Linked DNA regions of Danio rerio: region 2 is linked to region 1. The links are chromatin contacts, called in public Micro-C maps. All regions are on one chromosome and are shown on one strand. Each heading gives the region's core, a stretch centred on a gene start, on an enhancer-like site or on the middle of the called end of the contact. The rest is flanking DNA. Distances are from core to core; before and after follow the strand shown.

The links. Hi-C and Micro-C count contacts between places; a contact is called where the count stands out from the background.
Region 2: a Micro-C map of caudal fin shows a contact between it and region 1, with 8 times the contacts expected there. The contact joins two enhancer-like sites. A contact is called at or near these places in 3 of 18 Hi-C or Micro-C datasets (caudal fin, hematopoietic stem cells and skeletal muscle) and 1 of 4 datasets of contacts at active chromatin or transcription factors (caudal fin).

Annotation. Positions count from the first base shown.
Region 1 is chr10:11,684,960-11,691,270 of GRCz12tu, forward strand. No RefSeq gene overlaps it. Among named protein-coding and RNA genes, the nearest start is that of ugcg, 7.8 kb to the right of the region's middle. Within about 2 kb of position 2,147, at least 6 of the 62 cell types and tissues checked have an H3K27ac peak or open chromatin away from gene starts, as enhancers often do. A contact at or near this core is called in caudal fin, where this site is marked.
Region 2 is chr10:11,790,769-11,796,188 of GRCz12tu, forward strand. No RefSeq gene overlaps it. Among named protein-coding and RNA genes, the nearest start is that of ugcg, 98 kb to the left of the region's middle. Within about 2 kb of position 1,508, at least 2 of the 62 cell types and tissues checked have an H3K27ac peak or open chromatin away from gene starts, as enhancers often do. A contact at or near this core is called in caudal fin, where this site is marked.

The DNA.
Region 1 (6,311 bases), core at 897-3,396:
ATTAGGACCAACAATCTGCTATAAAAAAATATCAAAACAGACACATCATTTAACTTTGATGAGTTTAAATACATGAATTAATCTGAGACTAATCTATGTGTCAATTGAATTGTAGCTAGCTCCTGATTGGAGAGATTGGAAGCGATACAACTGACCTGTGTCGCAGCTATCTTCAGTCTGCCCCATATATTAGAAATGAAATAATCAGAAATGACAAAATCCTAAAAGATCACTTCTTTTTAATTTTTTTAAACAAGCCTATTCAACAAGATCTATAAAGTTTGAGTTTTAAACTTTTTAATCTATTTAGCTGATTTTCGAGTCTGGCAAGAGCACTTTTAGCTTAGCTTAGCATTATTCATTGAATCGGATTAGATCATTAGCAATTTGCTCCAAAAATAAGTTTTTCCTATTTAAAGCTTGACTCTTTTTTTAGTTACTTCTTGTGAAAAGTTTCGAAGACAGATGGAAAATGAAGAGTTCCTATTTCCTAGGTCGATATAGGAACTATATTCTCATTCTGGCATAATAATCAAGGAACTCTGCTGCTGTACCATAGCTGAAGCAGACCCAATGACTGTTTACATGGACAGCAGTAATCGAATTATTTACCTTAATCTGAATAAGACAATAATATGTTTAGGGTGTTTACATGAGTTGCTTTTGAATGTTTCTTTCATGATCCCATTTTACATGTTATAAGCACATAGATCAATTCACATGGTTGAGTCATCACACTATCCAAATTTTCTCTGGAGTTTCATGTAATTTCAGGAGTTTCCTTTTTAATTTGTCGACTTTAAATGTGGTTTGGCACTTTTACTTTCATTCAGGAACATTTCATGCATGATAAACGAGATATTGGATGTGCGTATGAAAGAACTGGTGGAAGAGTGTTGTTTAATTGGAATTTGATACAGCCGGATGGAAAAAAAACAACACTCCGCATTACACAATGTAGATGTATGTGGTCCTTTACTGATTCGGTGGTGCAGAGAATAGTGTCAAACAGCGGTGTGTGTATGAAATACCCTGTCACAAAATGCAGTGAAAATCCTACACTACTGTAATAGTTTGATTAAGGTGTTTACATGTCTGTACTGCACTTTAACAATGCAACTAAATTAAGCACACTTCACATGTCTTAATTTAATTTCTGCTTAGTTCAGATTAAGGTAATCATAAATCGCAGTTTACATGGTAGACTCTTAATTAGAGTATTGTCTTGATCACATTAAAACCAGATTATTGATGTCAATGTAAACCTACTCATTGATAATTTGCAAAACCCAAAAATAGTCTCCAGGTGAAGCCGTGGTCACACTGCACTTTTCTCTACATAGACTTCCATTCATATGCGTGCAAATGCGTCAGACTGGCAAGGCAAGCTTATGCAATAAGTTTTGCAGTTTGTTGCGTTGCAAAGTTCAAGCTTGGTGAACTCTGACCTGCGAAATCATATCACATGACTGCGTGAGACCTATCGAAGACCAAAACATGACCTCTCTACCATTTTTAAAAAAAATAGACCAATAACGAGTTTTTTTTATTTATTTATTTTTTTTGTCTAATTATCGTGTTTAATCCTGTCCCTTTTAACATAAGTCTCTAGTTAGTCTCTAGGTGACAACGCTGTGTAAGATCATTGCGCCTTCTGCAGCCATGGTACAGCTGTAAAGTTCCTTGATTATTACGCCAAAATGATAGTATTCCTAGTCATATCTGCTTAGAAAACAGCAACTTTTCTTTTTCCTTCAGCCTTAGTACAAAATGAATCTACAAAAGAGTCAATCTTTAATAGAAAAATTATCAAAAGTTTTTATTTTATTTTTTTGAGTGAGATGCTAATGGTCTAATCTGTTTCAATGATCTATGCTAAGCTAAGTTAAAAGTGCAAGACCCTGACTAAATGGATTCTAAAATGTTCAATTTTAACTGTGACTGTCGGTGACTTGTAAAAAAGCCTTTTGCCACAACATGGAGTTCTCTTTAAAGGCTGAAACCTGGCTGTGAAGTGCAATGACTGTTTTGGTATTTCACAATGTCATTCATAGTGTTCATTATCCCTTTGTTTGGTTTTAACACTTGACACGGTTCCTGGTAATGATGTCATCACAACACTTCGAGACACATCACAAGAGTACATGACGGCATATTTCCACTGACACATCCTGATGAAACTAATTTATACAGTGAGTCCTTATTCTGACCTCCACACCTCTTTTTGTGAGAAGGTAAGATGATATTTGAATGAGGACTTCAAGTACAGTTGTGCTTAAATCACAATCACAGTTCTTTTTTCATTCCATCAAAGGAATGAAACATATTAAAAAAAAGGATTTTAATAATAAAATGATAAAAAACATATTTTTTCCTGTCACATGAAATTAAAAGAAATTAAATTAAGGAGGAAACAGTCAATAAAAAATGTCATCATCTACAAGGCAGCAAAGAAACAGGAAGTTCTCAGCAACTCAGCACTTGTTTTGTATCGCAATGCTTCCATCTTCTTATCCCTTTAATAATGTGTTGATTCGATGTCACTTTCTCGAATCGTTAAAATTCTGCAATTATGGTGAGCAGTGGTAAACATGACCACATCAAAACTTGCTGTGTACAATGCATCTGCATTTGTTGTACAAATTAGTTGTTTGAATGAATAAGTAATATAATTCAGTGCTTTAAACGAATCAGTTAAGTGAATAATTCAGCGACTCAGACATTGCCGCCATCTGCTACCATAACAATATAATCTGTTGAATGAATCAGTACTCTAAAGGGGTCGATAATGATCTATTGTCATCGATATTGCCATCTACTGGTGAAGAAATATATGAATCAGTACTTTAAACGAATATATTGGGTGAATAATTCAACGACTCACACACTGACGCCGCCTAATGGCGTCGACATGCTGTTGTATAAATCCGTGCTTTAAATGAATGAATTAACTAAATATTTCAGTGACATGTACGTTGTCATCCTATGTTGGCATATTAATATAAAATCTTGCAATAATCTGAGCTTCAAAGGAATCAGTTAGGTGAATAATTCAGTGATTAATTATTCAATCAGTGCTTAAACAATCAGTTAATTGAATAATTCAGTGATTCACACATTGTCGCCACCTATAGTCAAAACTATGTGATCTTTTGTAGGAATCAATGCTTTAAATCAGGGGTGTAAAACTCGGTCCTGGAGGGTCAGTGTCTTGCAAAGTTTAGTACCAACCCCTATCAGTGATTAAGGAATCAATGAAGGTTTAAACGATAGGTTAAGTGAATAATTCAGTGATTAATGATTCAATTAAGGTTTAAACAATTGGTTAAGTGAATAATTCAGTGATTAATAATTCAATCAATGTTTAAACAATTGGTTAAGTTAATAATTCAGTAATTTATAATTCAATCAATGTTTAAACAATCGGTTAAGTGAATAATTTAGTGATAAATGATTCAATCAGTGTTTAAACAATCAGTTAAGTATATACTTAAGTGATTTAAGAATGCTTTAAAGATACATTCTGTTGTATAAATCAGTGTTTTGAATGAATGAATTGAATATTTCCCTGACTAGTTCACTGTCATCCCCCACTGGCATTTTAAAGTAATCGCTCACATGAATCTTTGCTTCAAAAGAATTAGTTAAGTGAATAATTGGTGATTTTAATTCAATCACTGTTAAAACAATCAGTGAATAGTTTAGTGATTCACACATAGTCAACACCTACAGGCAAAACATGTAATCTGTGTAATGTAATCAATGTGTAATGTAATCAATGTGTAATGTAATCAATGTAATCTGTTGTATGTATCAATGCTTTAAATAAATCAGTAAAGTGGCAAACTCAGTGACTCACATAATGAGATCACCTACAAGTGTAACGATGTAATCTGTTTTATGAATCAGTGCTTTAAATAAATCAGTTATGTGAATAATTCAGTGACTTATGCATTGTCGCCATCTACTCGGCTCACAATTTAATTTGTTGCATGAATCGGTACTATAAAGAATCAGTAAATTGAATCATTTAGCAATTCACACAGCACCATCTACTGGTGCGCATATGTAATCTGTTGTTTGACTGTGTTTAAAACAAACATATTGAGTGAATTATATGATGACACATACGTTGTTACATACTGACGTATTAATGTAATCTGTTTTGCAAACCAGAGCTTTAAACGAATTGGTTGATAAGTCAAGTGAATAATTCAGCTGTTCACTCTGTACTCTGTTGTATTATTAATTATTACTTTAAAGTGAATAATTCAGTGACTCATGCATTTTTGACATGTAGTGGCATAACAATGTCATTTGTTAAATGAATCAGCATTTTAAATGGGTCAGTAAAGGGAATCATTTAGTGACACACAAATAATTGCCATCTACTTGTGTACCAAGGTAATCTGTTATAGAAATCAGGGCTTTAAATGACTTTTTTTAAAGACCTGGAATAATGTCTAAGGCTCTTCAAATCAATGTATTTGCTTTTTTTTCATGTTTTTAAAGAGTTCAAGAGCTTAAATTTGTGTTTAAAGTTTTATGAAATCAAACTATAATTTAAAAAGCGCACCAACAATACTTCCTATGAAATCGGAACATATTTGCCCCTCAGACAAGCATCTTATGCACTTCCTTCAGCTTCCATATTAAAAATGTTCTTAGTTTCTACATCGCCTGCTGGTCTCCCACACACAAAAGCCGGAACCGCCTTCAAACATTTGTAAAATCCTACTCTGAAATCACAGAATTGGCTCTACAAAGTCTCCTCTCATTCTCTGGACAAGACATTATACAGAACAGCTCACATGTCCTCTTCCAGCACATCCAGACATTTCTTCTCTTGCGTCAGATACTTGTTCCTCAAAGCTCTAATGAGAGTACAGAGAATCACTCATACCGCAGGCGATCTGTTTACTGAATAGGGCAATCACAGAGAATCCACAGCTTGGCACGTACAGTAACATTAGTCGATGTTGTGCAGTTCCCAAGAAATGCAATGCATAACTTTATAGATGATAATAATTTGACTATTCAGTACATTCAGATTACAGATAATGTGGTCATCATGCTTATTACTGTTAACTAAAATTGAAACACTGAAACAGGTCAAATAAAAACTACAGTAAATTAAATGTAATGATTACATGTAATTTTAAGTTGTAATACTAACATAACAGACTGGAAATACACATAACTCCTGTAAATATTTTTTCTTTTTTAAATATTTTCTAAACGATTTTTAACAGAGGAAGGAAATTTTCACAGTATTTACTATAAATTTTGTTCTTCTGGAGAAGTCTTATTTGTTTTATTTTGGCTAGAATGAAAACAGTTTAAAAATCAACTGAGTTAGTAACTGAGTTACCTACCAGGGAAAGTAACTGTCGTGTTACTTTCAAAAAATCTTATTTGTCAAATGATTTTAAAATACATATAAAACATTGTACACTAACCTACACTGTTTTAAAGAAGACCCATGATGAAAATCATCTTTTGTAAGCTGTTTGGACAGAACTTTGTGTAGGTATATTGTGTCCACAGTTATACTGGAGTGATATAAACCCAACAAGTCTCTTTTTTATTTTTTACTTTCCTGATGTTAAAATAGGATCCAAATCGCTCCCATTTTGAGGTTAACCGCAATGTGAGTGTGGTTTCCCCGCCCACTGAATTGATTGACATCCATGTATTAACATGTCTCCATAGTAACGGGTATAATCATATTAAAATGGGAGTTTTTCGGGAGACAGAACAAAACGGGAGATGGGTCTGAAATAAAGGAGACTCCCAGGAGTGTTGGCAGGATCACCACAGTCGCGTGTCAGTACAATTATAACAAAATATAGTTTGTAGACATTAAATCAATTTTATTTTGTAGATTAATATAACAGATATCCATACAGCAGTGGTTATTAATGTGTATCCTGTCACATTTGCCATGTAAAAACAGTGCAAAGTAAATTGCACACACGCGCGATGTGTGTGTGCGTGGACTTAATAACATTGTGCGTGATTCATCGTCACAAAAAAGCTTGAATTGAACCTTTTCTAAGCCCCGCCTTCCTTAATTACTCTTGCTACGCCTGTCAAGCTTTCGTGCCTGGCCCGTCTATTACAATATGTATGTGTCGGTCTCAGACATTGCCAGGTGTAATTTTTATTATTAATTATAATTTATCATTTTTAGCAAACAGGTAAGATATCAGAGAAAGCCAGACAAAAAAAAAGAACTGCAGTATGCATTACAATTTTCATGACATAATAGCAACCTATTAGAAAATAATTTAATAATAATTTAAGCTAGG
Region 2 (5,420 bases), core at 258-2,757, 110 kb after region 1:
CCTCCGCGGCGCGGCCGGTATTTCCGGTTGCGTCGTCCTAACATCGGCCGGACAGCGTTTCCGATCATTTGCCGACGTCGCGGCGACATTTTGCCAATTAGCAAACGCTCCCTGAGCGACATCGCACCGATGGAATTTTGAAAATCGGCACGACGTCGGCCCAACGTATGTGTGCTGTCTGGGTATTAGCTTTTGCCTTCCTATAAAACCAATATAATTTACATTACAACAAACACCCACTGGCCACTTTATTGGGTACACACTTTATTAGGTAAGTATACCTTTTGCCTTCAGAACTGCATTAATCATTCGTGGCATAGATTCAATAAGGTACTGGAAATATTCCTCATGGATTTTGGTTCATATTGACATGATAGTATCACGCAGTTGCTGCAGATTTGTCGGCTGCACATCCATGATCTGAATCTCCCGTTCTGCCACATCCCAAAGGTGCTTTATTGGATTGAGACCTGGGGACTCTGGAGGCCATTTGAGTACAGTGAACTCATTGTCATGTTCAAGAAACCAGTCTGAGATGATTCATGCTTTATGACGTGACGCGTTATCTTGCTGGAAGTAGCCATCAGAAGATGTGTACACTGTGGTCATAAAGGGACGAGCATGGTCAGCAACAATACTCAGGTAGGCTGTGGCATCAGCTGGTACTAATGGGCCCAAAATGTGAATCGTTGATACAAAACAGGATGGATTTATGCTTTCAAATTGTTGACGCCAAATTCTGATCCTGCCATTTGAATGTCACAGCAGAAGACTATGGTCATTCTCCTCCGCCCACAGATCTGCTGCTCACTGGATATTTTTTCTTTTTCGTGTTATTGTCTGTAAACCCTAGAATTGGTTGTGCACGAAAATCCCAGTAGATCTGCAGTTTTCTGAAATACTCAGACCAGCCCGTCGGGCACCAACAACCATGCCACGTTCTGTTCACTCAAATCACCTTTCTTGCCTATTCTGATGCTCGGTTGGAACTGCAGCAGATCTTGTCCAGGCCTGCCTACATGCATTTAGTTGCTGCCATGTGATTGGCTGATTAGAAATTTGCATTAGCAAGCAGTTAAACAGGTGTACCTAAAGTGACAGGTGAGTGTGTAAAACCATTACAAATACCATCATGGCTTCTTTAACAGGGAACAGTAGCTTTTATGCTAAACAATGCTACATATAATATTTTGCAAATCCAAAATTACAATTGCTTTCATCTTGCACTGTAAAGTATGTTTATTTTATTTTAGACTCATTGTTTTTGTGAAAATGTCAGCCTAAAATCAGTTTGCTGCTTATATTACTTCAGTTATTTGACAGTGAAATATGTTTGTTGCTAATATGTTCTTACAAAGATTAGCATCCAAAATTAGCATTTATCAGGTCATCATATTTCGTGTTTGTTTACTTATTCATTTGCATTCTCTGCCTTATAATAGCCCCTAATACAACATTAGTCTACTTCCTGATCACAAAGGCTATTTTGCTATAAGGAAGTAAACAAGGTTACATCAGGAGATAATAATGTGCTTCCTTCTTGGGTTGTGTTCCAAATGACAGGTTCACCAACTATTAATTACTTTGGTAAGCTGTTTTGCTAAATGCCTTAGCTTAAAGGGATAGTTCACTCAAATGAAAATTACATCATTCTATACACACCCTGGCGTAATGCCTTTTTAAATTCTCTGCAAAAGCATTAAGATTTCTTTTTTAAAAGTATTAAAGAATATGGTTTTATATGGCATGTTGTAAAGTGTTCAAATCTAAATTTAATGTATTTATTTATTTTTACTTTATAAGCATGTAGACAGGAGCCACAGGAATTAATTGTGTATCCTTGTATATGTTACTTTGACTCAAGTTGCCAGAAGACTTTGATTATAAGAATCACAAGGCATTAAAATCTTCTTTAATGTCCTACTGAAGAAATTAATTAAATTTGGATGGCCTGAGGTAATTGTAAATTAAATTTTTAGGGTGAACTCGTACTTTAATTGTTTGATTTGTGCAGTAACTGTGCATTCATGAGACTTAAAGGGCAGTTCAACCAAAAATTAAAGTTTACTCACCTTCAAGAGTTTCGTTTTTTTCTGTTGATCAAAAAGAGAAGAAATTTAGAAAAATGTTACAAACCGGTAACCCTTGACTTCCACAGTTCATTGATTTGTTCATTTTATTTTCCAGCTTAGTCCCTTTATTAATCTGGGATCGTCACAGCGGAATGAACCGCCAACTTATGCAGCACGTTTTACGCAGTTAATTCCTTTTTTCAGCTGCAATCCATCACTGGGAAACACTCATACACTCTCATTCCCACACATACATTATGGACTTGAGGGGTAAAACTGGAGCACCTGGAGGAAACCCATGTGAACATGGGGAGAACATGCAAACTCCACACAGAAATGCCAACAGACACAGCTGAGTCTCGAAACAGCGACCTTTTTGCTGCAAGGCGACAGCACTACCTGCTGCGCCACCGCGTCACCCAAAATAGTATAAAAACAAATCATATGGAAGTAAACGGTTACCAGTTTCCAATTTTTTTTTTTTTTTAATTTTATTATTTATTTGGTGGATTACTTAAGCATCACATTTTAGTTTTAGACTGAACTTATGCAGAAAAAGCAAAGAAGCAACTTTTGAATAAAAAAACACTAATAGTCACATGAATGCAAACCTATTTTTATTTTAATTAATGCATTTTATTAATTTATTTATAGATTTTTTTCATCAAACCTAGTCCTCCAGAAGGTGTGTGAAATACATTTGGAATATATTGTCTTTGATTCCTGTTTGTCTTCTTTTGCTGATCATTGCCATTACATAGATCTTTAATAACATTTTGTTTTTTGTTTCAATGAAGTGCTTGACTGGCAATTAGAACAACACCACAGTAAGTAAACAATGCATGATTTGATTTGGTTTTCAAACCAGTTTCAACTATTATACTTTAATGTGCAGAGTAGATGTGGCAATATTCAGTAATATATCATGATAATGAACATGCGTAATATTGTTGTTGTGGCCATTTTTGAATATTAATTTACCATTTAAACTTAGTGTGTCTTATAAGAATATTTAGATGGTTTTCAGTGTTGTCCACCACACTACCATATGCCGTCATATTCTGTTTCTTTACTTATTCATTAGCATTCAATAGCATTCACAAATGCAATTTGTTCATTCATTCATTTTCTTTTCTGCTTAGTTCCTTTATTAATCTGGGATCGCTATAGCAGAATGAACTGCCAACTTATCCAGCATAGGTTTTACGCAGTGGATGCCCTTCCAGCTGCAACCCATCACTGGGAAACACCCATACATTCACACACATACACTACGAACAATTTAGCTAATCTAATTCACCTGTACCCCACGTCCTTGGACTTGTGGGGGAAAACAAAACACCCGGAGAAAACCCAGGTGAACGCGGGGAGAACATGCAAACTTCACACAGAAATGCTAACTGACCCAGCTGAGGCTAGAACTAGTGACCTTCTTGCTGTAAGGTGAAAGCGCTACCCACTGCGCCACCACATAGCCCAAATACTATTTATTTTTAACCAAACATTTGGTTAAAAAACCAAACATAACATTAAATAATAATTTAAAATGTTCAGATTCTTTATAAGATTATTGTTTGTTAACACTAATACAATGTGACTTAATATTTAATATTAAATTACAAATAAACTACTTATAAATCACGTAATTATTATCAGATATTATAAGATTATTATTATTATGTAATAATCTTAGCTGATGTTCTTAGTTTAAAAATGAAAATTCTGTTTTTAACTACTCACCCTCATGTTGATTCAAACGCCTGAGCCTTTTGTTCATGTTCAGAACACAAATAAAGATATTTTAGATGAAATCCAGGAGCTCTCTCACCCTCCATAGACAATAATGGTCCCCAGACGTTCAAAGGAACCAGAACATTGTCAAAACGTTTTAAAGGGCCATGACACCCCCCACTTTTGGTTAAAGTCTACTTCAGAATTTTTTCAAAAGATGCATGATTAATGGGCATGGAGCTCCGTGAGCATTGGGCAGAAGTGGGCGTAGCCAGCAGGGGAGAACGTGAGCGAACGAAGCTAGCTCACAAAATAAGACAAACCGTGAGGAGACGCATGAGTTTATAGTTTACAAAGTTAAAATGCAAAGAAATGAACAGTGATTTAATGCCCTGCCCTTGTTATTCATAATTTCATATACACATAACCACAATTTATATCATTATAAAGATGTGTGTTCATGTAAAGAGTATAAATGAGGACTTCTCCCTCAATCCCCGTATCCAGCAGACTCAGTGCAGCAGGTCTCCTGACCTGTCTATTTTAACCATTAGCCCTGCTGGTAATCTGGAGGATTTAGGCAAACACAGCAGCACAGTGATGTGTCTGAATGTGAACGAACTCCTGATAAAAGACAGCGTCCGCCATTCTCTGATTCTCGTGCTGCTCTCCCGACAAAAATGCTAGCAGCACACACACAGCTTTGCTGTATGATCGGTGATTTTCACCTCAACGACAGGGTGCACATATACTACGGGCAGTACAATATATTGCCAGCATGGTATTTCCCATAGTAAACGTGCACCCTAATGTGAAGCTGAAGACACATAATAGTTCTTGTAGCCTCGTATGATTACAGTTTAACCATTGAAGTCACATGAAATGTTTTGACAACATTTTTGTTTCTTTTTCTAGTCTTTGAACATCTTTCTGTATATGGAGGATGAGGGAGCTCTCTGATTTCATCTAAAATATCTTTATCGCAGAAGATTGGAACGATGTATTCCTGATTGTACTTTATAATTCTTTTGCAATTTATTTGCTGTATATTTTTTTGTGTATTATTGTATATAAATGTTAAGAGTTCTTTTCATTATTACACTATAGTATTCCTTTTTTCACAGCTTACATAAACATCATGAAGACACCATACATTGGCTTGACGTTGATCCCAGTTTTAAGAGAAACAAATAATAGCTTGACTTCTAGTTGATCATTTGGAAAAGTGGCAGAAGGTAGATTTATCTGTTAAATCATCTGTTGAACTGCATCAAGGGCGTGCGAGGGATCTGCAGAGTGGATGGCAACATCAACAGCCTGAGGTATCATAACATTTGTGCTGACCATTTCATTACAAACCACAGGAGAGGGCAAATTCTTCAGCAGGATAGCGCTTCTTCTCATACTACAGCCACCATATCAAAGTTCCTGAAAGCAAAGAAGGCTAAGGTGCTCCAGGATTGGCCATTCCAGTCACCAGACATGAACATTATTGAGCATGTTTGGGGTAAGATCAAGGAAACATTGAAGATGAATCCAAAGAAGCTTGATGAACTCTTTATATTATATATTGTACATTATTTCTGTTAAGTGACAAGAATTTTGTCTAAGCAAATT